Regions from separate parts of the Rattus norvegicus genome. Here region 1 is linked to region 2. The links are chromatin contacts, called in public Hi-C maps. All regions are on one chromosome and are shown on one strand. The core of a region is the stretch at or near the end of the contact, and the rest is flanking DNA. Distances in the headings are between cores, read along the strand shown. Region 1 overlaps Pum1 (pumilio RNA-binding family member 1). Region 2 has its middle 32 kb from the start of Pum1.

What was found. A called contact is a pair of places that touch in the nucleus more often than the background predicts.
Region 1: a contact with region 2 is called in a Hi-C map of mammary epithelial cells, with 2.8 times the contacts expected there. The contact joins two enhancer-like sites. A contact is called at or near these places in 3 of 12 Hi-C or Micro-C datasets (kidney, liver and mammary epithelial cells).

The regions. Positions count from the first base shown.
Region 1 is chr5:148,185,829-148,188,528 of GRCr8, reverse strand. The region is part of intron 7 of Pum1 (pumilio RNA-binding family member 1); the gene reads right to left. Among named protein-coding and RNA genes, the nearest start is that of Sdc3, 63 kb to the left of the region's middle. Within about 2 kb of position 1,303, at least 7 of the 93 cell types and tissues checked have an H3K27ac peak or open chromatin away from gene starts, as enhancers often do.
Region 2 is chr5:148,088,282-148,090,981 of GRCr8, reverse strand. No RefSeq gene overlaps it. Among named protein-coding and RNA genes, the nearest start is that of Pum1, 32 kb to the left of the region's middle. Within about 2 kb of position 1,366, at least 72 of the 93 cell types and tissues checked have an H3K27ac peak or open chromatin away from gene starts, as enhancers often do.

The DNA.
Region 1 (2,700 bases), core at 54-2,553, 98 kb before region 2:
AGCGCCTACTCACCTTCAGAGTCTCTCAAATAACCCATCCGGTTAAACACACTCTGGATAATCTACATTTTAGGCTTTACTATTTTTGATTTTCGGCTTCTTCCTGAAGAAAGGCTTTTAAGGAACAGCTCGCTGGCACTTGTTCCATAAATTCTTCCTTTCTTTGGAGACAGAAACTCTCCATAGGGTGTAGACATGAATGATCTTATCTCTTTGTTATTTCAGAGTTTGTGTGTGTGCGTGTGTATGTGGGCACTCCTGTTACTGAGGTCAGAGACGGGCATTAAATGCACACACTTTTATTTAATCCCAGCATGGGCAAACAGACAGAATTTGAGGCCTGCCTGGTATACATAGCAGATTTCTAGACAGCCAGAGCTACAGAGTAGAAGCTGGTGGTCGTACCAGAGGCAGCTGTAAGCCACACAGCACAGGTACTGGAGAGCCAACCCGTGTCTTGTGCAAGAGCATCTACCACACTGAGCCATCTCCCCAGCATCATCAGAGTGCTGCCTGTTCTACAGAAATGATGAGAGGCGTCCTAACAACTGAAAACAACTGGAACAGAAACCTTTGCTCTATTCAAAGATACACTTGTCTACAGATGAAAAGGTACTAACTACACATTATCATGAGTAGCCCACGAAGCCACAATCTCCCTACATCAATTCACAAAACAAGAAAATGTTTTCTGGATGTGAAAGGCCAGACGGCCACACAGTGACCCTTGGAACATCTGATCCAAGAAATAACTACCCCGGCCATTATGCTGTAATATTATATTACTGGAGGTTATATAACAAACCTTCCAACAACATCCAAAACTTTCCCAGCTATTACAGAGTTTCAAATTTTAATTTGGGAAACTTTCTAACAGAAACAGAGGAAAGCCCCCCCCCCCATTTGACTAAAGGGAAGCAGGGGGATAGCCCTTGCTCTCAGGCAGCTCACAAGCAGGCAAAGGCAGTAATACCTTATCATAGGCAGGCAAAGAAAAGACACAGGATCTGAGGTCACTGAGCCACGTCATACAATGGAGCTGAAGAAATGAGGACTTTCCAGCTGCACATAAAAAAATAGAGTGGTACAGCTGGCCGAGAATGGGAATGGAGTTAAGTGTGTTGAGAAATATGGTGGTTTGAATGAGATGCCCCACAGTCTCAAACATTTGAACACTTGGTTGATGGTGTGACTTTGTTGGAAGAACTATATCACCCAGGAGTGATGTTTAGAGATTAGAGGTCCAAGCCACTTCTGGTTCACTCTGTTTTGTGTTTGCAGTAGAAGATATGAGTCATCAGCTTCCTGCTTCCTGCTCCTACAGCCATGCCTGCCACTCGCCGCTATGTCTCCCTGCAATGACACACTGTCTCGTACTGGAAGCCCAAATGAACCGTGCCTTCTCTAAGTTGCTTTGGTCCTGATGTTGTATCACAGCAACAGAAAGAAACTAATATAAAATGCAAAAGTAAGAATGCATACCAACTTACAAATGATCCTTCCTCAACTTTGCCAGCTTCTCCACAGGCACTTCTGGGAAACTGGGTTTAGAAAACTTGGACATCTTAGGATAATGACTGCCAGATGTTATCAGGGTGCTCAAAAATCTTAAAAATATATATCTACTGAGAAAAAGTTAATTTGAGATTGGCAATACAGCTCAGGAGTTGACCATGTCATTGGCATGAATGAAGGAAAAGACAATAGTTAGCATATACAAAATGTGCTGGCAAGATTTATGTCAACTTTGACACAAGCCGTAGTCATCTGATAGGAGGGAACCTCAACTTAGAAAATGTTCCCATAAGGTCAGATTGCAGGCAAGCCTATTTTCTTAAGTAGTGATTGATGGGGGAAAGACCAGTGCATTGTGGGTAGGGCCATCCCTGGGAGCGTCATCCCAGGTTCTATAAGAAAGCAGGCTCAGGAAGCCAGTAAGTAGCACTCCTCTATGACCTGTGTTTGCATCAGCTCCTGCCTCCAGGTTCCTGCTTAAGTTCCTGCCCTGGCTTCCTCAATGGTGACTGCGGTGTGAATGTGTAAGCCCCACCATGCTGATGACCATAGTGTTTCATCATAGCAACGGTAACTCTAATTAAAACATGGGATAAAACAATGCACAATTCATAGTCTATGCACATAGCAACCCCTAAGCTGTAAAAACTAAGACATCTATGAAAAGCTGTATGTAACTCAACAGGTTCCAAAGAGCAATCTTTTTAAATTAGCCAGTCCTGAAGCCATCTCTGACACTGTACATCTATCTGTACAAGTAGTATCTCTGATATAAACAAAATTCATTTATGTTTAAATCCTAATAATTAGCTAACTCCAAAACTCCTGGTAATATGAAACTGTAGACTAATAAACCAAAAGGGCCACAATTCCTTCACTATGAAGTAAAGGACAGATAGATAAAAAAAACACCCTACAGGAGATAAACTTTTTTTTAGATTTATTTATTTCACGTATGTGAGTACACTGAAGCTGTCTTCAGACACACCAGAAGAGGGCATCAGATCCCATTACAGATGGCTGTGAGCCACCATGTGGTTGCTGGGAATTGAACTCAGGACCTCAGGAAGAGCAGTCAGTGCTCTTAACCGCTGAGCCATCTCTCCAGCCCCAAATAAACTCTTCTTAAATAAAAGAGTTCAATAAAAACACAAAACAAAACATTGAGTCAGTAAAGACCAGAAA
Region 2 (2,700 bases), core at 117-2,616:
CCAGGTGTGGTTGGACAGACCTGTAGTTCCAGCCCTCAGGAAGTGGGATGGGGCTGAGTCAGGGGAATTCCCATGAGTTTGGGTTCAGTCAGAGCTGTAGAGGGAGGTCTAGGCCATCTTTAGCTACAGAGCAAGTTAGAGGCAAGACCAGTCTACGTAGCAAGTTTTATAGCAGTCAGGCTATATAAGGAAACCCTGTCTCAACAACAACCAGTAAATAAAATAAAATAAACAAAAAGTACAAAAGGAAATTTATATATACACATATGTGTATATATGTGTATGTGCATGAAAATGACCTATGTAACCCAGTGTAATAAAATTTAAAAATAATGAAGTATTGGCTCGTTAAACTAGGAGAAACAGCCTCAGGCAGAGCTGGATCCAGGTGTTCAAATGACGTCAGCAGCAGCTGCTCCCTGAACTGTTTTCTTTAGCTGTCCCTCTGTTCTCAAACAGGCCATGCCAAATTCCTTGTCACCATAGCTAAAACCCTAGACCAAATCAGAGTTTGATCTTCTCTGTCTTCATTGATGGCCATGGCCTTTGTCCCCCTTCTCCTCGTTCCCAATTTCATCTTCAAACAGTGCTCTATTTTATAATTTTTTCTTTCTTTCTTTTTTTCGGAGCTGAGGACGGAACCCAGGGCCTTGCGCTTTCTAGGCAAGCGCTCTACCACTGAGCTAAATCCCCAACCCCTTTATAATTTTTAAACATGTGTTTATTTGGGAGACAAGTATAAAAGGCAGAGGACAATTTTAGGGAGTAAGTACTCTCCTTCTACTGTGTGCTGAAGGTCCCAGGGATCAAACACAGGTCATCATCAGACCTGGCTGCAAGCCTCTTTAACTGCTGAGTCATCTCCACACCCTCACAAAGAGCTCAAACAAAGTGGATCAGATCTTATGACAGCACTGCCCCAAACGTATATGGATGCAACTGGAGGATGGATGGTTTTGAATTTCTGATCCGCCCAAGGGTCGGGATTCCTGGTAGAGCTTCCTTTTCCTTTGTTTGCATTTCTTTCGCAAACAAAGATCGTGAACTCCCTTATGTAGTCCAGGCTGGCTTTGTACTGGAGATCTCCCGGCCTCTACTCCTCCTCTGCTTAAAACATCGGCATAGCTTCTCATTGTGAACTCCATAATCCTTCATGGCACAGCTTCTCCTCCTTTCTCCTACCGTCTTCCTCCAGTGCGATGGGGGTGTCTCTCCATTACTGGTGGCTAACTCCTCCCCTTCACTCAGTTCCTTTGGACATTATCTGTAAGCGGCCATTCTCACAGAGTTCTCTTACCACACAAATCCAGGGCTGGCTTTCATTGGTCTACCCTGGCGCGCCACTCCCCGGAACATCCAGTCACTGTTGCCAAGGGGCTGACACATTCTGACTGGTTTGGCCTGAGTCATCAGCCCTGGAGCTGATGGAAGTGTGGGTTGAGTGGAGAAAGACAATCCCCTTGAGAAAGATGGGGATTCTGTTACCAGAAGGGTGAGGTAATGCTGCTCAACAAGAATAACAGATGAGCATCTTCAGTGTTTGCCCAGCAGCTGACAGACAGGAAGTGTTTAAAAAAAAAAAACCAGCAGAAATAAATCAGCATGCATTGCCTGTGGGAGCCCCTGAGGACCTTCCTTCACCGTCGTTTATTCATTTAACAAATTTTTATTGATATCATTCATTTGCGGGCTTTATCCAAAGGGATCTGCTGCTCTCTTGAATTAAAATGTAATAAAGTGGTGTGTGTAATCCCAGAACCCAGGGGATAGAAACAGAAGGATCAGGAGTTCAAAGCCAAGCTTAGCTAGAGAAAAACCTGTCTCTAAATCAATAGATAGGTAAGTAGGTAGGCAGGTAGATAGATAGAAAGAGGTTGGGGAAAAGGCCCCATGAACTGGTGAATGCCTTTAATCTCACCACTTGGGGAGCAGAGGCAGGCAGATCTGATCTCTGTGAGTTCAAGGCCAGCCTGCTCTACATATAGTAAGTTTCAGCCAAGACTACACAGTGAGATCGTATCTAATAAAATAAAATAAAATAAAATAAAGACTAGGAGCTGAGACTTTCTGAATGGTGCCTAACATTTTTCAACAATGTTTATTAGCTTTCACTAGCTGTGGAGAAGAGCAGCTGTGAACACCCCAGGCAGTCTCTCTCCTCCTGGGGCTCTAGAAGGACTGACAGCCAAAGACAAAGCTGGCTTCTAATGGAATGGAAGTCTCCTGAAACTCACCTTTGGGGGTGTGGGGGGATGGGGGAGCCATTTTTAGAGTAGTTTTCTTTTTGTTTGTTTGTTTTTTTGCTTTTGCACTTGCAGTTGCAGGCCTGTATTAATCGTCTTTTTAAAAATAATGCCAGGGCTGGGGAGAGGGTTCAATTGGTAAAGTGCCTGCCACACAAGCATGAGTTCTAATCCTCCTACCCACATAAAAGCCTGGCATTGAGGGCATTCCTAACTCAGAGCTGGAGAAGCTGAGGAAGGAGGATCCCAGGAGCTCATGGGCTAGTCCGTCTAGCCCAAAGGATGAACTCCAGGTTCCACAGGAGATGCCGTTTCAAGAAATACGATGAGGCTGGGCAGGGTGGCACATGCCTTTAATTGCAGCACTCTGGAGGCAGAGGCGCAGATCTCTATGAGTTCAAGGCCAGTCTGATGTACGAAGTGAGTTCATGACAGCCATGGCTACGCAGAGAAACCC